Linked DNA regions of Mus musculus: all the other regions are linked to region 6. The links are chromatin contacts, called in public HiCAR-type, HiChIP or PLAC-seq, Micro-C and promoter capture Hi-C maps. All regions are on one chromosome and are shown on one strand. The core of a region is the stretch at or near the end of the contact, and the rest is flanking DNA. Distances in the headings are between cores, read along the strand shown. Region 1 overlaps Tbc1d1 (TBC1 domain family, member 1). Region 2 holds the start of Ube2k (ubiquitin-conjugating enzyme E2K). Region 3 holds the start of Rfc1 (replication factor C (activator 1) 1). Region 4 holds the start of 5830416I19Rik (RIKEN cDNA 5830416I19 gene). Region 5 overlaps Tbc1d1 (TBC1 domain family, member 1). Region 6 holds the start of Klf3 (Kruppel-like factor 3 (basic)). Region 7 holds the start of Tbc1d1 (TBC1 domain family, member 1).

Region 1 (2,995 bases), core at 298-2,797, 570 kb after region 6:
GGTAAATTACCTAGCTTCTCTAAATGTTGGTTTCTTTATATTCCCTATGCACACACCAGCAAAAACACATAGGAAGAGCCAACAACCACACTAGGATCATAATTACTCCAAGAATCAGGTATGTTACAGAACTTGGCTACTCCCATCATGGCTGGCACACATAAAGTGTCCAGATATGTAATTACCTCTTCCTCTCCATGTTTTAATGTTAATTCAAGTTTCCCCTTCTCTTAAATGCCCAATATAGGTAATGCTTTTCCAAACAAAATCCATCACCCTTATTGAAGGAAAGGAAATCCATTATACATATAGCTCATTTCCTATGAGTCTTCCTGGGAACAAGAGAACTAAATAAATGGACCAGTGAGTCACCACAGCCCAGCGCCAGGGATACTCTGCCACACTGGACCTCAATGGTCTCACTCTGCAAAGGTTCAGGCCATACTCTCTACCTGCACACCGTTCACACAGCTGCTCTCCCAGGCCACGGGCCTTGTGTTAATGACACCCTTCATAAGTAAAGGCTCTCCACTCACCCCAACCACTGCTCATAATTCCTACCCACCCCTGACGTTTCCCATGCCCACCATGATCTGAAATTCACAAGTATGCTCTCATGTGGTTAAATAAAGATATGAGAAATACAATACATTGTTTCAAAGATATGTATAGCTTTGACTCACAAGTCAGCAAGGCAATATTTAATATATACAAAACCCAGAGACAAGAAATTCGGGGTTAAGTTTAGCCATAAACTAGCTATGAGAACTTAGTGACCAAAATTGACTTCATTGCTCTGGTTCATCGCCAGCTTCTTTATGCAGAAGAGAACAAACGGAATCACATTCAAAGCTCCACTCCACTTTGAACAACAGAACTAAGTTCCACCAGAATTTCCACACCTGAGCCACAACCATAAATAGGATGTGCTGGGATGAAAAAAAGCGCCTTCATTTCTGAATCTACCCAAGTATCAATAATTTGGTTAAAATAATAGGCCTTCCTCAAGATTAAAAAAAAAAAAAAAAAAAAAAAAAACTGGTGTTAGAAGGAATTATGCAAGGTACTAAAAGTGGGAAGCGACTGTGACAGCTGTGAAACACAAGAATGTGGGGGAGGGGTGGTAAGATTATCAGAGCCCAAGGACCAGGAAATCTGTCAGGCTGTCTCTCCTAGAACGAGAGTGAAGATTCACTCATGATACCTCTACCATATAGATGCCTAAACAAGACCTGAACAAAGACACTGACAGACATGTTAAAGTAGAAATCTCCTGGGGGCTCCACTCCTAGACAAACTGGTAACTATGTAACTAGTTAACTACAGGATGCTGAGAGTGGCTAACTACTTGGTGTTGGACAATCAATTAGGGTACTATTTCTTCCCCACTAGTGCTTCCTAACCATGTTCTTTCTCCCTTAGCCTCCCACACTGTGTGTGACCTGTTTGCCCTTTCCTACAGATTTCACACAGACCTCACCTTCCATTCTCCCCAGAACCCTGGCTGAGCCCTGCAAACACAGCCTAGTTAATTTGCAATTAACCTTCCCTTACAGGCCACCTCCCCCACCTAAACTACACAATGCTCAAAGGATGCAAGTGTTGTCGTCTCTCATCTCTGTTCCCTCAGCCCTTCACACTGTGCAACCATCATCCACTCAACCCAACTACCTATCCAACCAGGTTCTAACAGACTATGTTTACAAATGGTCTTCAGTTTCCTATTCATACTCTGATGTTAGTCAAAAATAGATTTTAACAAACAAAAGGAAACAAAAAAACAAACAGATATGAAGGGTTTGGTGTTTGTTTGTTTGTTTGTTTGTTTCAGAATGAGAAAACAGGCTCTGCAAATTTAACCAGAACAGTTCGGGTCAAAATAAGCCAACAGAGCTCACACATCTCTTCTTGTTATAACACGCGACAGATATGAAATAATCTGCAGGAAAAGAGCAAGAACACTAGGAAATGATCTTCCCAGCTTACTGTTTGTTTTGTTTTTTGTTTTTTGTTTTTTTCAGATAAGTCTACCAAAACATTGTCGAATACAACATTCCTGTTAAGATTATCAAAATCCAGCTCACAGCCTTAGCTGTCATCTTCCTTGGAGAAACACTTGCACCATGTGATACAAGTGGAAGCCAAGAGAACATGCCAGTTGAAGTGAAAAGAGGGTGCAAACAGACTAGCCTGGACGCCCCGGGAGCAGAGGCAAGACATGCTAACTAAGGACTGGAAGGGAGACAGCCGGCTGGCTCCAGCTGTGGAGAGCACACTGGCATCACGCTGTGTCTCAAAAGATCTAGGACTTCTTCCTCACCATGTCACCCTGACCAATTCTGAGGGTCCCACCTTGTTTGGCACAACCCGAAAAGTCCCTCTTGGTCCTTTGCCCCGGCACTTTGCAACTGCTCTGCTGTCTACTGGTTCTAATAGCACTTGAAATGTATTTTTGTAAGAAAGGAGAGGAGGCAAAGTATCATTTTCATCAAACACTACTCCAATTCCTAGACTGTGATAATATTCTAATGTTATGTTGAGCAAAGATGTAAGTACAAAGAAGTGTTTACACCAAAGACTTTGAACTTGATAAACTGAATGGTTACTACATAAAAAATTCAAATTTTTAAACAATGTGTTGGAGTATGAGGTACAAAAGTACCTCTTCCACTTTGGTTCCCTAGACAGCCAATTTCAAGGTCACTGATTTTCTTTTTTTAGGTTTCTCTTGCAGATGAAACAAACAAAAAATAATAAAAAACAAAATATAGAAAGAAAAAAACCCAAGTGAAACCATGGCATATGTTTTTGTTTGTTTGTTTTCGAGACAGGGTTTCTCTGTGTAGCCCTGGCTGTCCTGGAACTCACTTTGTAGACCAGGCTAGGCTGGCCTTGAACCCAGAAAATCCGCCTACCTCTGCCTTCTAAGTGCTGGGATTAAAGGCATGCGCCACCACTGCCCGGTATGGCATATGTTTTAAAAAAAAAATATGAG
Region 2 (2,854 bases), core at 110-2,609, 730 kb before region 6:
AAGCATTAATGTACTTAAAATTTGCAAGACTTACAATGTACTAGGAGTTTTATTTTTCTTAATATGCTATTTCCTGCTATAATATTGTGTCAAAAAAATAAACCTAACTCAATAGTGAACTACAATAACGTGTTATCTGATGAAATCCCTTGTTTTTTAATAGGCCTGTTTTTAAAAGTGAGACTCAAGTTAACTATGAGGGACATCATAATGAAGTTTCACAGTACAACACTAGTCACAGAGGCATTGCCCTAGGAGAGCCTGACACTGGTAAACAGTATTCTGAAATAGGCTACTCAGACACTCCATTATTCTCCCTACTTCAAATCATTTAATTAACAAACAACTTGCCTTTGACCAGACTAAAAGCTTTAAATGTCAATGATGAGGCCTAGTTACGGGCTGGGTCCGTAGAAAAGAGATTACCACCTCATTCGGAATTATTTCTCTATCTGTAGTGGAAATTGTTTCAGTTCCCTTCCCATTATGTCTCCCTTTCCCCCAACACTACACTGGAAGGGAGTAACTCAAAGTCTTCCCCTCGTCTATACCTAAAGACTGTGGAGGTTCCTTCCCCAAGGAGAAGACAGCAAAGGCCCCGGCCGGCGATCTCCAGAACACCCCGAAAAGCGTGGGCCTGGGGGGTGCGCTGCGGCCGGGGGATCCAGTTACTACCTTTCCCCTTCCCCCAACCCACTTCCCGGGTTTTCTCGGCCTGCTCCTTCTTCCCCACCGCCTAGTCACACTTCCAGATGTTGCCGCCACCGCCTCGGGGCTCCCTCTAGAGCTCACGTGCCCCCGACGAGTGCTTCGGCATCGGCCCTCCAAACCCCGTTCCTCCCCAGGCCGGCCGGCCGGCCAGCCGCCCGCGAGACCGCCTCTCCCAGGGCCCGGGGAGGGGAGGGAAAGGCGGCGGGAGGAGGAGGGGAGGCCGCCGCTTCCCCAGAGGCAGAGAGGCGGCCGCAGCGAAGCCGGCCAGGGCCCGCCGGGGGTCGCGGAAGGAAGGGGCCCTGCCGCCCGGGGCTGAGATGGGGGCGTCCGGTAGCTCGTTCCTGACCTCCTCGCTCTTCAGCACCTCCTTGAACTCCCGCTTGATTCGCTGCACCGCGATGTTGGCCATGTCTCTGCCCGCAGCTGATTCGTACCCGCCTCCTCCGCCACCGCTACGACCACCGCCACCGCTGCCACCTCTTCCTCCGCCGCCGCCTCCTCCCTCAGCGATTCAGACCCGAGCACACGAACGCTGCCACTGCCACCCTCGCCGTCGCGTTCCTCCTCACTGTAGAATCACCTCCGCGCCCGGCCACCAAAATGGCGCCGGGTCCGCGCATGCGCACCACGCTGACCCGACCGGGCGGCGCAGCCGCTCCAGTGGGAGCCCCATACGTCTCCAGCAGCGAGCCCGCGCCGCGCCGCGCCGCGCGTCTCAGCCGGGGCTTCGGCCGCGTGGCTCCGCCCTGCCGGCGGCTGGGGCCAGGAGGGTGCGGCTTCGCGGCCTGTCCGCGGGGTCTGGGCCTGCCGGGTCCTCCCCTGCCCCTCGGCCTCCTTTACAGAGAGACCTCCAGTCCCTAGGCTGGGACCCGAGGTGGGAGCCCGGCCTGGCGGGTGTCCCCGGCCCTAGCCGGGCCGAGCCCCGCTCTAACTCGGCCAGACCCAGAACCCACGGGCTCGAAGTGCCTCCCTGTGTCTAGCGGAGGAAAAAGCTATGCAGGAACTGGGTCCTGCCCAGCGTCCGTTGGTAAACCCCCGGGAAATCCACTGCCGTAGCTTTTGTTCTGGAACCATGATAAGGCAACTATTATTCGGTCATCTCAGGTATTACAGATGTTTAAGGTTGTGTAATGGTTGTGTCCCACGGCTTGTAATTGATACAGGTGTTGCCAGAAAGAGGCCTGTGATGGGTTTAAAAGCCAGAAGTTACATCTTTGCCCTGTTTAGATAATCAATGCTGAACTGCAGAACTAAGGTGTTTTTCAAACTTGAAAGTGCCTCGGAATCCCTGGAGAGCTGGTTAAGATTGTTAGCACCTATCTCTAGAGTGTGGATGGACCTAAGAATTGGCATTCCTAGCAAGCTCCCTGCTGCCCGTTTTTCAGCGGCCACGCTGTGGGAATGACTGGATTAAGCATGTGAAGAACTGTATTTATTATAGTGACAGTTGAAGAAATAGAAGGCCGAAAGAGCTTTAAACTTACAAAGGTGTTTGGCGCTTGTATTGAGTGAATATAGTTGAGTGGAGAAAAGAGAAACGAGTAAAATTATTTAATTGAGCAATAACGTGGAGAGGCTATTTGAAAGTGGTTAGTAGAGTTTAAAACAATATGGTGTGGGTGCTGAGAGGTACTTTGAAAATAACATTTTGAGCGCCGGGCATGGTGGCGCACGCCTTTAATCCCAGCACTCAGGAGGCAGAGGCAGGCGGATTTCTGAGTTCGAGGCCAGCCTGGTCTCAGAGTGAGTTCCAGGACAGCCAGGGCTATGCAGAAAAACCCTGTCTGGAAAAACCAAAAAAGTAAAAATAAAAAAAAAAGAAAGAAAATAACATTTTGAAATTATGAAGGTGTTATTGTAGGAATATGTTTCATGTATTCACCTAATCGATCAGTTCCGTATTCCATTTTAAGACTAATGCTAGCTGAGTGTGGTGGTACAAGCTTGTAATCCTAGATTGGGAGTCAGAAGCAGGAGGACCATCAGTTCGAGAATCATGTTTCCCTCATCTGTGAGATAAGGAGGTTGTTTAAACTTCTAAGAGTTCAATTTTTCTTTTTTTTTTTCTTTTTATATTTATATTATATGTAAGTGCACTGTAGCTATGTAGCTATCTTCAGACGTCCATAAGAAGGCATCAGAT
Region 3 (2,700 bases), core at 60-2,559, 530 kb before region 6:
CAATTGTTAATTTCTATTCCACAACCAGGTTGCTCATTTACTCATAGGAAACTTGCTGGCCAGGTGTGGGCTACCACCCCTATAATCCCAGCAGTGGGGTGGTGGAGGCAGGCCCACTAGAGTTTCATAGCAAGAGCAGCTTCCAAAGCTTGCTTATCCTAAATCTTTTCTTGTTTTTTTTTTTTTTTTCCCCTGTGTGGGCGTGTCTTGGTTATGTCAAAGATTTGACTATTCTTTAAGAGACTTAATGAAGCTTTAGGAAGGAATTAAGGGGCTAGTTTTCTTCCTTCCTTCCTTCCTGTCTTTCTTTCTTAGATTTATTTATTATATGTAAGTACACTGTAGTTGACCTCAGACACTCCAAAAGAGGGCATCAGATTTCATTACGGATGGTTTTGAGCCACCATGTGGTTGCTGGGATTTGAACTCAGGACCTTTGGAAGAGCAGTCAGTGATCTTAACCGCTGAGCCATCTCTCCAGTCCCGGGGGCTAGTTCTCTTAGCTTGGTAGTTTTAGAGCAAAGACATTGGGGCTGAGGGTTGCCCAGTTGGTTGCATGCATTCACAGTAGCTCTGAGTTTGATCCCTTGCATCGTGTAAAGCAGGAGTGTTGGCATATATCTGAGATTTCAGCGTTTGGGAGGCAGTAGAGAAATCAGAAGTTCAAGGTCATTCTCAGCTACATAAGGAGTTTGGGACCTGGACAAGTCACATGATCTTCTGCCTCAGAAAAACAACCCCCCCAAACAAACAAAATGCCTTTACTGTAAACAGTCCGTTAAATGCAAACATATACCCACGTGATGGAAGGTTCCCTGAAAGTTGTTCTCTGACCACAGCTTGTCATTCCATCTTCAATAGATAAATGTATTAAAAAGTTAAAAAAAATGTCCATTCACTAAGGGTCTGTTAGTTTGAGCCAAAATCAATAGGTCAAACATTAAAAATAAAATAAATCAGTGTAAAGTTTGATGAGAACAGTTGACCTTTGCGGGGCGCATCGAATACACTTCATCCTACCGTGGTGGCAGTAAGAACTTCTGGAAGCGGCTACAGAGCACTGCCCTTGCAGCACGTGCGTGTACTGCAGGAAGGAAGCCACCTGGGAACCCGGCTTAGAGGAAGTCAGCCTCAGATCCCAAATTGGGCGTCTCCCGGCCACGATCGCACGCGCACTCGCCGTCCTACAAGGTAGCAACCCTCCGGTTGCTAGGGCTGTGGTCCTGCACCCAGTGCGCAGCTCCCGCCTCGGGGCGGGGCCGCGGGGAACGCGCGCCTCCGACGTCATCGCCGCGCGCCGCCGCCCGCGCTTCTGCTACTTCGCGGGAGAAGTTGTTGGCGCCAATGGATCCCGAGCCCCGATAACGAATTACCCCAGCCACGGGCCTGCCCACCTGCTCCTGTTCGGTCGTGGGGCTGCGATGGTGAGCCGCCCGGGAGGCCGTGCAGCTACAGAGGCTTTGCAGGCGGGGGTGTGAACGGGGCGCCGCCGCGGTGCGGGATGGGGAGGACGATGCAGAGGGCTCCGAGGGGCCCGGCTTAGGGTGCGGGGCGCACCAGGGACGCAGCTGCAGGGAGGTGGCTGCTACGCGGCAATTTCACATCCCCACCCCCCCGACTCTTGGGGGAAGGGAGGAAGGAAGAAGAAAGTTGATTTGGACGGGGCGTTAAAAGTTACTTTCGTGTACAGCCTTGTCCCAAATCATCTCTGTTGGAGTGCTTCCTAAAGTCCCGACTTCAAGCTTTGCGTGGAAGAATGTCACACTTGGCTTTCGCAGGGAGAAGTTTGCTCGGGCCTTCAGCTTGAATCAGCTTCCTGGAAGCGAGTGTCAGCTGTGACACAAGGAAGTTTATTTGTTTATTTTGTTTAGAATAATTTATAGGAGTTGAGCGGATCCTGGTTTACCAGGAATAAAAACACGGCGAGTACAGACGGATGTTCTGTATTTGACAGCTGTCATCTCTTATCACCTGTTACGATAAGTAGTTTTTTTTTTTTTTAAACCTCAGTTCCAACTTCAATAATTCAATGTAGTGGACATTCAAATAGTTTGAAAGTGAAATTGTTTGAAAGTCCCTGGCATAGGAGACAGATACAAGTTGGAAATAATTTTTAATTTACTGGACCACTGAAGATGTTCAGCTAATCTACAAGATATTTAACAATCACACTTACACACACTTTTATTATTCTTAAGCTTGTCAGAACACCAGCATGCAGGGGAGAAAAGTGTTACACCAAACTGGAAAAAGTTTCAGCTCTCTGTTTTTTATTCTTTGGGGAAAAAAGATAGTGATGGTAGCCACCCAGAGTCGGCCTTTTTATTTTCGGGATAATATGTGAGTTTGCTTTAAATACCGTCTAGAAATTCATCTGAAGTGTTGTTTTGGAAAATATTTATTCTTATTTTAGTTATGTGTATCTGTGTTTGTATATGCACACATAGTTTGTGTATGCACACATATGTTTGAAGGCCCATGGTAGCCAGAAGAGTGTGTCAGATCCTCCAGAGGTGGTGTTACAGGTGGTTTTGAGCTGCTTTCTGTGGGTGTTAGTTCTGGAAGTCAGGGTCTCTGCAAAGAACAATATGCACTCTTAACCACTGAACCATTTGTTCAGCCCCCAAGTCCAATACATTCTTATTTGACTTGTAACGTGTATGTTGTGTCTGAGTATATTTCTGTGACTATGCATGCCTG
Region 4 (2,808 bases), core at 157-2,656, 760 kb after region 6:
ATTAACGTAATACAAGCAATACACCAAATCTACAACCCTGCATCTCCAGTTTTCTCCGCCTCCCTTCTTCAGGAGGCAAAGAGACCCTTCATATACCCAACACTGGGTCTGTCATTCTAGAAATATCTTTTCTCGCACTGTATCCTCACTACCTCTCTCGTGATAACAGGTTCAGCTAGGAACTAAGGATAAGAGCATCCTTACGAGATAAATGTATTCCATCTGGTTCCAAGGCACAACGAAACCCAGAGAATTCACAGAACTGACCAACATCACGTAGTTGGAAAGGACAGAACTGTGTCTAGACTTCTGTGTCTGTGACTGCTTATGACATAGAACCACAGAGTACATTTTTACTGCCAGTGGATTAACATTCAAATTTCTTGCTACTTATTTTCAAAAGTAGAGCAGTCATAACGTTTGTTTGTTTTTCTTGGAAAATAACCACAGGAAAACCCAACAGTGACAGAGCTTTTTAACTTTGAGTGTGGCCCTTGCTTTTTGTTTCGTATGCCTGAAAGAGTCCCCTGGAGAGCCACCCAAGCCCTGCTGCATGTGACATGGCTCAGAGCCAGGCAGCAATCCTGCTCTTCCCACCCGGAGCCCTTGGCCGGTGGCCAGCCTGCAGCTCCGTACTCATACCCACTGTATTGTCTGCCGGGCTGGTCATGTGAAGGGATGACTGATTTAAGGACATGAACGCCATGATTCATAGGAGGGGGGGAGAGGGAGAGAGAGAGAGAGAGAGAGAGAGAACATTAGCTCACACACCAGTAGCCACTCTCAGCACTGACCCGTGTTAAGAAGAAGTGGTGCCGGTCAGACAATAGGAGAAGACCTACATCCTCTCTTTGAACTGACTGTGGCTCTGAGATTACAGGGCTTGGCCAGGAGAAGGATTTTGAGGCAATAAAGCAAAGAGCCTCTGGATAAGTCATATGCCAGGGCACAAAACATAAGTGGCTCTTTGACCTCAGTCAGCCTCCGATAGTCTCTTACAGTGGCTAAGAACTTTAGGTAGGTTTGAGTCATACAGCTACCACCACACATATTGTTGTAGCCAACGACTACATCTACTTCAAAGGATTCAGTGCTTTAACACAGGTACAAATCAGCACGGGACCCAATCATGGTAACTTCTACACCAGTGTGAGTTAGCAGGATTCTTAGGAGAGATGCAGATACAGTTACCTGGAAACGGAGTCGCCATTTCTCCATCTTCTTTCAACCCTGAGGATAGAAAGCGTTCCTACATTATCCTATACTGCCTCTGCCATTCTAGAAATAACCCTGCACCCCCACTCACCTCCCTCCCCGAACAGCGAGCTCATCCAACACGAAGCTGGCGAAGCTGGCGCGCACACCGGCTCTGACACATACCTCCCGGCAGAATAATGGGTGGCACTGAGAGTGCTTGTTCAGACCAAAGCAGAGCGGGTGAAACAAGGAAGTCGCAAAGTGTTGTGGTTTAAAACGGATAGACAGATAGACGTTTACAGTTTAGGATTACCGCCAGCGAGTACAGGGCCACGGGAGGAGACTCTCAGCCTTCAGACTATTTCTCTAACAAGGTGCTTGTCCATCCATCCCCCCCACACTTCCCCAACCTTCCCCAGCCTACCCTCCCCCGCCCCAGATAAAAGTGTCATGTGCCAAGACATGATCTCTTTAGATAACATTTTATTTATTCTTTTTATTACATTTCTTTGTTTTGTGTTCGGATGTGGGAGTGGCATATGAAAACCATCATGGGGGCTGGGATAGCAGAGACCACTCTGGAAAACGGTGTAGACCAAACTGAGACAGATGGGGAATCCCACAATCCCCTCTCAACGTCCAGCTTCCAAAGAAGGCCTGACTTCTTCAAGGTACACAGAACCTTTTAAAACTACCATCCAGTAACTGAGCCTTCACACATGCAGGTCGTTCATACTTTCAACCCAAGCCTTTCAGCCACTTTCTCTCTTCATTCTAACAAAAATAAGTAAGTAAATAATAAATAAATTCAAGAAATCAGCCCCCCACCAAGTTTTTCTTGATCAAAATGCCTCAAAAAGAGGAGGCTGTCTCTAACCCAGAAGTGTAATTTGACGCCTGTCTGCAGCAGTCTTCTGTGCTGATTAGCATGGACATAAATATTCATGTGCTGATTCATGAGGAGGAGGTGGCAACGAAGAAAGCATCAATAATTGTTGATTGTTATTAGCCATAAGTGGGGCTAGCAGAATGAGCTTATTATCCCCCAAGAAATGACATTAATGTTGGTTTCACACACACACAAACACATACACACACACACAGAGACTGCAACATGCATAGGAGACAAAGCCTAGATTGCACACATATAACGAGTCTTTCTTTTGCCATCTGTTCTTGAATTTTTTATTTAAAAATCTCTGACACATGAGTATTTGTGATGGAGGAAGTTGGCAACCACTTTGCACTCATTCTCCAAGGGGCCTGGAGGCCAGAGCATCCCACCAGCAGCTGCATGGTGCAGAGGTGGGCTGCCACTGGCACTTCTGTCTCCACACAATGGGAAACATTGTCCCTCTGTTCAGGTTGGAGATGTCTTTGGAGACCTATTATCCCGGGAACAAATAGAATGATACAATATATCCGTTGTGTTTGACAAATAAGGGAATAGGTACCACTGAGAGTCTAAACTGTCCTTAGTGTATTTGTTAGGATAAAGGGCAAGCTGCTATAATGCAGACTGTTTTTAAAAGTTCAGTGGCTTCAGAGAGATACCTTTGCTCTTTTCAAACAAGCCAGGCCTTCCATGTTGGCAGGATGGCTCTAATGCAC
Region 5 (2,804 bases), core at 125-2,624, 590 kb after region 6:
AGGTCTTAAGGCTTCATATGCAAAAAGGTATTGAAAGAGTTCCTGTCCATTGCTAAAAACACAGTTAAGTTAAATGATTACGGTTAGAGACTACCGTGGAGATGTTAAAGATCCTGAGAGAGGCACAACTGTGACACTGTGCTGACGACAAGATGTACCCATCAGTGGACTTTAGTCATTTCTGAAGCATTCCCTTGGTTGGTCCGGTTTTTAGCATCCTCATAATAATCCTAAGAAAATAGTAATAATGTAACCAAATAATACCATAGTTATTAATCTCCTCACAACCAAACAATAAAGGGTATTAGAGCCGGGGAGTTCTCACACAGCTAAAACTACAAACAGGTGGTGAAGAGGAAAGCTGAGGGGTTGGTTAATTTGTTTATCCAACAAATATTTATTGCGTTTCTCCTCTCACAGAAACATATATGTATTTACTGGGTACCAGACATCCAGTTAAAAACTATAAACTTAAGCACTAAAACTGCAAACATTTAAACATATTTAAGCATCCCCAACTATAGCACTAAGCGACCAGATATATGGGAGAGGATGCATCTAGTCCTGCAGCAATGTTATGGGTGAGGGTGGTATTACTTGGGGAGGGGGGGTAACATCCATGGGGGGTTTCCCCTTCTCAAAAGAGAAGAAGGTGGGATGGGGGGAGGACTTACATGACGGGGTACTGGGAGAAAAGGAAGGGCTGATATTGGGTTGTAAAGTGAGTGAGTGAATGAATACATACATACATTCATACATACATACATACAAACATACATACATACAAGAGGCCAGCTAGAAGCAGTTAGTCTGTTCAAGACTGCATACCTATTTGATGGGAAAAGGCTGATTATGATGAGGGAGTTTTATTCCAGAAATGTTTCCCGTCTTGTCACCCAAGATGTGACTATTGGTACTTGGCCTAAGTTCTGAGATATATGACTCTTTCAGAAGAGGGGCCTAGCATTTCTTCAATATGACATCTTTATTTGCAGAGGAAATCTATTTCACCTAGTAAAGAGCCATGGATGGGTGGAAGAAGATGCCCACACCCAGTAGACACTCACCTTTGACCTGCTGACCCGAGACAAAAGGTTACTTGTCTAGAAAACCCCACCACAGAATCAGTTCCAGGATAATGGTGAGTGTTTCAACCTGACAGTGGGCAGAACAGTCACTGTGTCTGCCCCTGTGGGTTCTTGGTAGTGGGAGACACAGGCAAAGCACTTAAGTTCCCAGCCATCTTAGGACTTGTCTTCAGGGGAGAGAGGCTGACATCTTCTCTCTGAGCCAGTAGGGCATCCTAGCAATGAGACTTGCATAGTCTCTGGAGATTAGCTCTGAGTATCCTTTCATAGAGAAGCAACCCAGAACATGCAACCTATTTTGTCTCTAGCTACATCTAGATGGCTTCTTGTGAAATAGCACCTTCAGAGGCTTAACCACCACCCACTTTCACCAGTATCAGCAAAACCCACAAACACGCAATGCTAACAAGCTTGTAATTTAGGAAATTCACTATGTCATGGAACTCAGCAACTACACAGGAACCCCTATGAGCCTCCCAGGTGATTCAGATTGACACCAGGTGCCACCTAGGTCTCCATCAAAGCCTCGAACCGAATCCAAGGCCCTGGCATGAAAGGAGAAGGAGAAGGAAAAGGGAAGTTTATCAACACTGACTAAGCAATCATTTTAAGACAACTGATACTTTAACTAGAAGTATTACCAGCTGCTATGATCTTTTTTCTCCTCTGCCCCAAGAAAGTAAGTTTGCGCCCTAGCTTCTAGGACTTCCTTCATGCCTTCATTTGTCTCCTGATGAGCTGGGAACAGAAGACGTGGGAAGATCCTGACCTGACCCTGGCCTTTCCCCCCTTCTCCTTTGCTATTTCCTGTCTCCTGTTTTGTCTACAGGAATAAACCATGCTCTCAGAATCTGCGGGCCTCCTTTTGAGAGGACTGAGCGAGCACGGAAAGCTGAAGTAGAATGGAGCAACATGACCACTTGTATTTAAACAAAATGCCAATGATGGTACAGACCACTGTTCCAATAAGGAACTTACACACTTAAGACACGCTCCGAGAGCTAGGATGACCGTTACACTCCTAGCACAGGATCTGAGAGCCAGGATGACCTCTTGCAAGGAGCCCAGACCTGAAGTCAGACAGACGTGCCTGGGAAGTTCAGTACCATCACTTTCTCTGGCAGTGAGATTTGGGCAAGTTACCTGATGCCTAAGCCCCTTTTCCCATACCCATACAACAAAAGCAACATCCACCCACCAGACCTGCAGAATGTTCCAAACCTCTCAAGAACAGTGCAGAATAGCCAAGGCATACAGCTCAGTTGAACAGTGTTTTCTAATTTCTAACTGGCTTTTGATTTCACTCCTTACTGCCCTTTAATAAAGCCACCTTTTTAAAAAAAATAAATAAATAAAACATAATCCACCCTGACTTCTATTCAACTCTCTCTATTCACCTCGGATCTGTTGGAAGTGGAACTTGCCTCAGCCCCCTTTCCGTTGCCATGACAGAATACCTGAGATGGCTACATTGAGAGATGAATAGAGGTTTGTTCAGCCCATACTTAGTTCCAAAGGCTTGGAAGTCCAAGATTAAAGTAGGTACACTCAGAGAGGGCTCGTGCTGCTTCTGCTCGTGGGAAAACAGAAGGGGAAGCTGGAACTGAAGACAAATTATAAGGGACAGCTTCACTGGGTGTCTTCCCACTCGCACAATATTGAGTCCAGTTCTGGTTTCTAGAGCTCAGCCTAAGCTGTGGGTCGCAACCTCATCGA
Region 6 (2,838 bases), core at 181-2,680:
AAGTTCTCATTTATCTTAACTGGCCCACGTTCACTCAATTTTGCTTAGTGACAAGATATCAAATCCAAATGAATTCAGAATACCAATTCATACTTCCCCCCCAACACCACTCTTGAGAATAAAGTATCTCCAACAATATTAGAGGAAAAAAAATATAAGTTCTTAGAACCAAATCTCATGACTCCGTGTAAAATAAAATCTCAATGACTCTGTGTAAAGTGTTTATTTTGAAGAATACAAGGTAAACATTATCCAGTGTCCATTTAACCTGAATTATTCAAAGGCTCATTCATATTCAATTAGTATTATTGTAAAATACTACTATTGTAAGTACTGCAGTAAAAATTTACAGAAGTGTTTCTGTTATCCGCCAAAGACATGGATATGACAATTCCAACTCTTATTTGCCACCTCCAAGCTATCCAAAGGTTCTGGTCCACACCACTGTCCTGTGGTCCCTACAGGGCTCCGGTTCCCTAACACCGAAGGCGCTCTGCACTGCTAGCCACGCTGCAATCCTTTGCTTCAGGCACTGCGGCAGGTTCTCTCCAAGTCCCCAAAGGCAGTCTCTCCAAACCTCGGTGGTTCTTTTCCTCCCCCCTGCCTTCCCCCACAAGCCAAATGACCCAGCAGTTAGCGCGCTCCGGGTACGGAAAAGGGGATGCTTCTTCAGTCCCAATCGCCCCCAAGTTTCTCGCCAGGGGCGCTGGAGGCTGGGCTCCAAGTTTGCTGGGCGGCAGCTGGGGGGCGCGGGCGGGGGGCGGGAGCCCCGAGTCCAGGCGGGAGGGGGAGGAGCAGGCGCGCGGCCTCGCCGCTACCTGGCTCCTTCCAACGCGGCCGCTCGCGGGGTGCGCCGGGGGCTCCGATGGGAACCGAGCGCGGGGGACCCGGGACCACACAGGTGAGCCCCGCCCGCGGGCTCCCAATCCACCGAGTTCCCCTATCCCACGATCCCGCCCGCCATCCCCTCCCCCTCGCTCCTCCACCCCAGCTCCGAAGCACTTTCCCAAGCCCGAAGGAGCCCTCGCTGCACCCCGAACCCGTTCTCCGCGTCCTGCTTTCTCCGAAGGGAAAAAAAAAAGGAGAGAAAGAGAGAGAAGCAAGCAGATGCGGCGCAAAGCGGGGCGCAGGACGGCAAGGTGAGGGCGCGGGGACTTACTCTGCCAAGCGCGGTGCCGAGCGCAGCGGCCAAGAAACCCAGGCCCGGCTCCCCGGCGCCCGGAACCCCGCGGGCCGGCAGGTCAAGCGCTTCGGGCCGGACGGCGTCCGGGATAGGGACCGCGACCGCACGGACGCGCGGGTGGGGTTGGCTCGGGTGGCGCTCGCACTGCGCTCCGGCCGCGGCTCCGCGCGGCTCGGCTCCCCGCTCCCCTCTGGCTCCTTGGCACCAACTCTGGGCAGTCACATGACGCCGGCGCCGCTCGCTCTGCGAGCCTCCCCGGGGCTGGCGGGGTAAGTAGAGGCTGGGAGCCGGGGTGGGAGGGTCAGGGAGGGGCAGCGGGAGCCGCCACAGCCGCCCGGGCTGGGAGGGGTCCCCACCCACTTGGGTGGAGGCAGCCGCCGGAGGGGTCGGCGAGTCACTGGCAAACACGCACCCCGCCCTGCCCTTCCCCGCCCCCGCCTCCCGCGCCGCCCCCGCCCGCGCCCCGCCCAGTCACCCGGGGCCAGCCTGACAGACACTCATTATTCCCCGGAGCCGGGCGCCGCCCCGCCGGCTCGACCTGTCCCGGGAGGCGCGGCGCGGCCTCGGGGCTGGGCGTGAGCGGCCCCCGCCCGGCTCTCCACCCTGGGCCTCCACCCCGCCTGAGCGCTCCGCCCGGCGCCCTGAGCCCGCGGCCCCGCCCTAGCTGTCCTGGCCTCCTCGCTGCGGCCCGAGCCCCGGGGGGAAGGAAGGGCGGCGTTGGCCCGCTCCGGGCGTCACACGCTCTACGGCCCCTAGCGCCGCTTCCAAAACACACAGCCCGGGTTCGCAGGCGAGCCGAGGAGTGGGGGAGCGAGGCCGTCAATCACTCGCTCCCGCGGGAAGGGCCGCCCCTCCCGGGCAGAGGGCGGTGGAGCGGGTGTTGCGGCCCAGGATGCCCTGTCCCTACGTCGGGGAGCGCGGTGCTCCAGGAGCGATCGCTGCCTTGTGCACAGGGGTCGCGCTGCAGCCTGCGCGCTGGCGCTGTTCGGAGACTTCGGGTCGCCCCTGTTCTTTCGCCTACCCTGCAGGGGCCGCTTCCAGCCTGGAGGGACTTTTCTTGGAAAGGTGGAGACCCCCGGAGGAGTGCGACTCCCCAAGGGCCCGATGCTCTGGAGCGAAAAGGCGTTCGCTGGTCAGCCTTGCTGCCAGAAAATTTAGCAAACTTCGGGCAGATCCTCCCACCTGGGGCGAGAGCTCTGGCTGGCCTGGGGCTCAGCCCCGGGACCTTTCCTTTCACACTTTAAGAGCCTCAAGGCACTTTTTCCGTGGAAACCAGGCCAGCGCGAGGACAACTTCGCTGAGCTTGGTGCTAGGCTAGAGTCGGAGGCTTTTGAGTTTCCTTTTAAAACAGTATTAATGTAATAAGGAACGCAATAAAAAGAACAAAGGACAAATTGGTTCAATTGTTTTAGTTCTGTGTAATGTTTTAAAACAACCCGGCTTCAGTCTATGGCTTGTTATTACTTCAAGATGTTTTAAAGGCCCTGTAAGTTCACCATTCTCACTTCACTTTGATGCTTCAGCCAGGCATGGTACTACTTAAAACGTAGTGATACATAGATTCCCCACTCCTTGTTGTAACTACAAGGTACAATTAAACTAGAACCCAGTAACCTCCAACACTGAAATTGTCTGTCCTGAGGAGACCCAGAACC
Region 7 (2,726 bases), core at 8-2,507, 640 kb after region 6:
TCCCACCTTGAGCAGGCTCCACAAACAATAAAGCCTAAGTGTGGCCATTCTCCAACTCATGGGAATCCCACTTCACATCGAGGGGGTCTTAAAAGGGATCTTTGCCCATGGAGGTGCAACGCAAAAAGTTTAGAAGTTTAGACTTGTAGAGACAGCTGAGCTTCCTGGGTGTGACCCATTTAAATTAGGTCATTCAAAAATTCCCTTCTAACACCTGGCTCTAAATAGAAGAACGGCTTGCAGCCACTAAGAGGACGAAGGAGGGTTGTACGTAGGAGGTGAATGCCTGCCATCATCAGTACCAGGGCGCTGAAGATGTTTGCTGAGAGAAACACTCATCACTTTCAATTTCTTTTCCTTTTTAAGCAACTTCCGGAGAACAAGGCATTTAAAATAAAATCACAACCAGGAACGCCACACCTAGGTGGGGTTCAAACAGAACGACACATCTTTTAGAAAAGAAGAGAACAGCAACCTGTGAAGTTAGAGTGAGCCTCTTACTCACGTAGCAACCCGGAAGCTGCTAGGAAACAATCAAGCCGGGTTTCAAAATGACCAGCACAGGATGTGCCCATAGAAAGAAATGTTGCGTGCACCGAGAAGCTGCCAAAGTTACCGCTGCAAAGTACCCTGAACTTTCAAAAGGCGGCCTGGGGTCACTCTGACCGGCCTCGTCCGAGCTGGATGCCTTACAAACACTTGTGCCCCGGTGATATTTGGCGGGAGGGAGTGGGGCGGGATATGCAAGGAGGAGGAGCAGGGGACCTGAGCACCTTCGTCGCAGCGCAGAAAGCATCAAGGTTTCTCCCCCCCCCCCCCACCCCCAAGCAGAGGACAACAAGGTAGCTCTGAAATCCCGCCTCTTCCCCCTCCCCCACCAGAGCACCCCAAGAGACCCGGCAGCAACGCCCTTGGGTGGCGGGACCGCGCCTTCTCTGCAGCAAGGGAGCTCAGGGGCATGCTGGAAGTGGAGGGTTGCCCCGCACCCTAAGGACCCAAGGTGGAACCTACCAGTGAGGTGGCACGCTCAGAACTCCGGGCTGAGCTAGGGCGCGCAGGTGCTCCCGGGCACCCAGAAGATGGCCTGGGCGGGCGGGGCGTCCATGGTCCTCAGCTGGCTGTGCTCTTGCCGCCCCACGCTGCTGGGGTGGGGGTCCACTCCACAGTCTCTGCTTCTCTTGCGGGTTGAAGAGACGGTCGGTCCGAGGTGGCTTGCAGCAACAGGCACCGCGGTGTGGCCGGCGGCGGCGACAGCAGCTGAGGAGGAGGAGGAGGTGTCTGCGCGCGGCTCGCTCGCGTTTCCTCCTCCCGGGCTGGGCGAGCGCTGGGGAAAGCAGAGGCGGGGGAGGGGGACAGCAGCCGGAATCTCCCTAGTGAGTCCCCCGGGAGCCAAGAACAGGAGTAGATGCCCTCCCTTCCCCTCCGCACCAAGCGACTCTGGCTAGGCGACTCGGCCCAGACTGGCGAGTCACAGGCGAGCAACAGCTGCTGCAGTGCGGGTCCTCCGCGGCCTCCCTCCCCTCGCTCCCCAGCGGTCCATCCTCAGCCCGCCCAGGGGCCACCAGGCGCCACCCCACGAGAGCTCGGGGAAGGTGCAAGCATCGCCACCCCATCCAGCCTCAGCGCGAAGTCCTGGCCCGGAATATTCCCTGCGTGCTCACAAGTGATTATGGCCCTCCCGGCGGGATGTGTGGTCACACACCGGGCTCTTGACCGCTTATTTATAGCAGGTAGCCCTGCCCGAGGCTGTTTTGGCGTGCGAGGTTCTCAGCAGGTGGCAGCGGAGCCCGCGCTCCCTGAGGGATCCTGCTTCTCTGCACGCACCCTCCGAAACGGACCCGGAGATCACTGCGCAGCGTACCCGCAGGCCACCCAGCCACCAGCCCTTCCCCCGCCTCATCCTTCTTGCATTGGGGTCGAATGGCAGGATGGGGGCTGGTGGGGGGAACCAGGAACCGAAGCAGGATGGGACGCTGGCACTCCAGGCAGCAAAATCGGGGACTCAGAGAAACACCCGGGATGAAGTGCCCTCCGCGGATTAGCCTCTACTAAACCCATCTCTGGCCAGGTGCGGGGAGTGACGCAGAGCCCGGACCGCGCGCTTTTTCCCTCTCTGCGTGCGGAGCACACACACGCACGCACTGCGCGTCTGTGTGCACGCCAGAGAGCCACAGAAACCTCTCAAAGCACCATTCCCGCAAGTTAAAGAGGCAGACTCACTCCAAAGAGCAGAAGGGATCCAAGAAAAGTGAGCGGTGCACGTGGCTTGGATTGTATCTAGAGCCCTCCGTAGCTGCCATGTGGGGTTAGTTCATTCTTTATTACACCATAGTTTGTCTTCCTAGTTTCAGATCGAGAGAGAGAGAGAGAGAGAGAGAGAGAGAGAGAGAGAGAGAGAGAGAGAGAGAGAGAGAGAGAATGAATGAGAATAGATATAGCCAGGAATAGTCTAAGGAAAAGAGTGTTGATTGGTTCGTGGAAAATGCTCCGCAGGAAAAGATCAGGTTATCCAGCTAAACTCTATCGTCTTCAGCATCATACTATCACTGTTTCATGCTTTTATCTTCAACCCCATTGTTAAGTTGTCCTTCCCGCTCTGTGGCCTACAGACCATGGCTACTTCCAGAAGGTCACCACGTCAAGACAAGCGACATGCCAGCCATTGAAGGAGCATCCCAGCCACATTTGGACCTATTGCTTAACTACCCTGCCTGGCAGTCTCCACC

The links. Promoter capture Hi-C pulls out the DNA fragments that hold promoters and counts their contacts. A called contact is a pair of places that touch in the nucleus more often than the background predicts. HiCAR-type assays count read pairs that join an accessible place to other places. HiChIP or PLAC-seq counts read pairs in DNA pulled down with a chosen protein or histone mark.
Region 1: a contact with region 6 is called in a Micro-C map of embryonic stem cells, with 4 times the contacts expected there. The contact joins the enhancer-like site here to the promoter of Klf3 in region 6. A contact is called at or near these places in 5 of 39 promoter capture datasets (the C10 cell line, cranial neural crest, frontonasal cranial neural crest and 1 more), 5 of 484 Hi-C or Micro-C datasets (all in embryonic stem cells), 22 of 115 datasets of contacts at active chromatin or transcription factors (the SCID.adh cell line, astrocytes, bone marrow-derived macrophages and 16 more) and 2 of 9 other capture datasets (adipose tissue and liver).
Region 2: a Micro-C map of embryonic stem cells shows a contact between it and region 6, with 11 times the contacts expected there. The contact joins the promoter of Ube2k here to the promoter of Klf3 in region 6. A contact is called at or near these places in 3 of 484 Hi-C or Micro-C datasets (embryonic stem cells and erythroblasts) and 1 of 115 datasets of contacts at active chromatin or transcription factors (memory CD8 T cells).
Region 3: a promoter capture Hi-C map of pre-B cells shows a contact between it and region 6, with 2.5 times the contacts expected there. The contact joins the promoter of Rfc1 here to the promoter of Klf3 in region 6. A contact is called at or near these places in 5 of 39 promoter capture datasets (cranial neural crest, liver, neutrophils and 2 more) and 2 of 115 datasets of contacts at active chromatin or transcription factors (extraembryonic endoderm stem cells and memory CD8 T cells).
Region 4: a contact with region 6 is called in an H3K4me3 HiChIP or PLAC-seq map of embryonic forebrain, with 4 times the contacts expected there. The contact joins the promoter of 5830416I19Rik here to the promoter of Klf3 in region 6. A contact is called at or near these places in 1 of 39 promoter capture datasets (the HPC-7 cell line) and 6 of 115 datasets of contacts at active chromatin or transcription factors (astrocytes, bone marrow-derived macrophages, embryonic forebrain and 3 more).
Region 5: a contact with region 6 is called in a promoter capture Hi-C map of neutrophils, with 4 times the contacts expected there. The contact joins the enhancer-like site here to the promoter of Klf3 in region 6. A contact is called at or near these places in 8 of 39 promoter capture datasets (the C10 cell line, the SN4741 cell line, hippocampal neurons and 3 more), 4 of 484 Hi-C or Micro-C datasets (brown adipocytes, cerebral cortex, cortical neurons and 1 more), 13 of 115 datasets of contacts at active chromatin or transcription factors (T-cell acute lymphoblastic leukemia, astrocytes, bone marrow-derived macrophages and 10 more) and 2 of 9 other capture datasets (adipose tissue and liver).
Region 7: a HiCAR-type map of astrocytes shows a contact between it and region 6, with 2.9 times the contacts expected there. The contact joins the promoter of Tbc1d1 here to the promoter of Klf3 in region 6. A contact is called at or near these places in 7 of 39 promoter capture datasets (the HPC-7 cell line, HPC-7-derived erythroid cells, cranial neural crest and 5 more), 1 of 15 datasets of contacts at CTCF or cohesin (large pre-B cells), 7 of 484 Hi-C or Micro-C datasets (B cells, the HL-1 cell line, LSK cells and 4 more), 14 of 115 datasets of contacts at active chromatin or transcription factors (the NIH/3T3 cell line, astrocytes, bone marrow-derived macrophages and 10 more) and 1 of 9 other capture datasets (liver).

Annotation. Positions count from the first base shown.
Region 1 is chr5:64,235,978-64,238,972 of GRCm38.p6, reverse strand. The region is part of intron 2 of Tbc1d1 (TBC1 domain family, member 1); the gene reads right to left. Among named protein-coding and RNA genes, the nearest start is that of Gm46913, 9.8 kb to the left of the region's middle. Within about 2 kb of position 1,547, at least 26 of the 459 cell types and tissues checked have an H3K27ac peak or open chromatin away from gene starts, as enhancers often do. A contact at or near this core is called in astrocytes, bone marrow-derived macrophages, embryonic stem cells and 2 more, where this site is marked.
Region 2 is chr5:65,535,750-65,538,603 of GRCm38.p6, reverse strand. It overlaps Ube2k (ubiquitin-conjugating enzyme E2K), which reads right to left and starts at 1,359. Exons shown (of 7, transcript NM_016786.4): 1 at 1,058-1,359. The coding sequence starts at 1,120. It also overlaps a transcript of Smim14 not described here.
Region 3 is chr5:65,334,248-65,336,947 of GRCm38.p6, reverse strand. Rfc1 (replication factor C (activator 1) 1) reads left to right here and starts at 1,309. Exons shown (of 25, transcript NM_001347357.1): 1 at 1,309-1,424. The coding sequence starts at 1,422.
Region 4 is chr5:64,043,571-64,046,378 of GRCm38.p6, reverse strand. It overlaps 5830416I19Rik (RIKEN cDNA 5830416I19 gene), which reads right to left and starts at 1,406. Exons shown (of 3, transcript NR_045384.1): 1 at 1,381-1,406; 2 at 1,192-1,230.
Region 5 is chr5:64,211,476-64,214,279 of GRCm38.p6, reverse strand. All of the region lies in intron 2 of Tbc1d1 (TBC1 domain family, member 1), which reads right to left. Among named protein-coding and RNA genes, the nearest start is that of Gm46913, 34 kb to the left of the region's middle. Within about 2 kb of position 1,374, at least 50 of the 459 cell types and tissues checked have an H3K27ac peak or open chromatin away from gene starts, as enhancers often do. A contact at or near this core is called in adipose tissue, bone marrow-derived macrophages, liver and 1 more, where this site is marked.
Region 6 is chr5:64,802,113-64,804,950 of GRCm38.p6, reverse strand. It overlaps Klf3 (Kruppel-like factor 3 (basic)), which reads right to left and starts at 1,430. Exons shown (of 6, transcript NM_008453.6): 1 at 1,160-1,430. Gm38457 reads left to right here. Exons shown (of 2, transcript XM_006504241.4): 1 at 1-901; 2 at 992-2,581. The coding sequence starts at 662. The coding sequence ends at 1,456.
Region 7 is chr5:64,158,791-64,161,516 of GRCm38.p6, reverse strand. It overlaps Tbc1d1 (TBC1 domain family, member 1), which reads right to left and starts at 1,257. Exons shown (of 22, transcript NM_001310611.1): 1 at 1,012-1,257.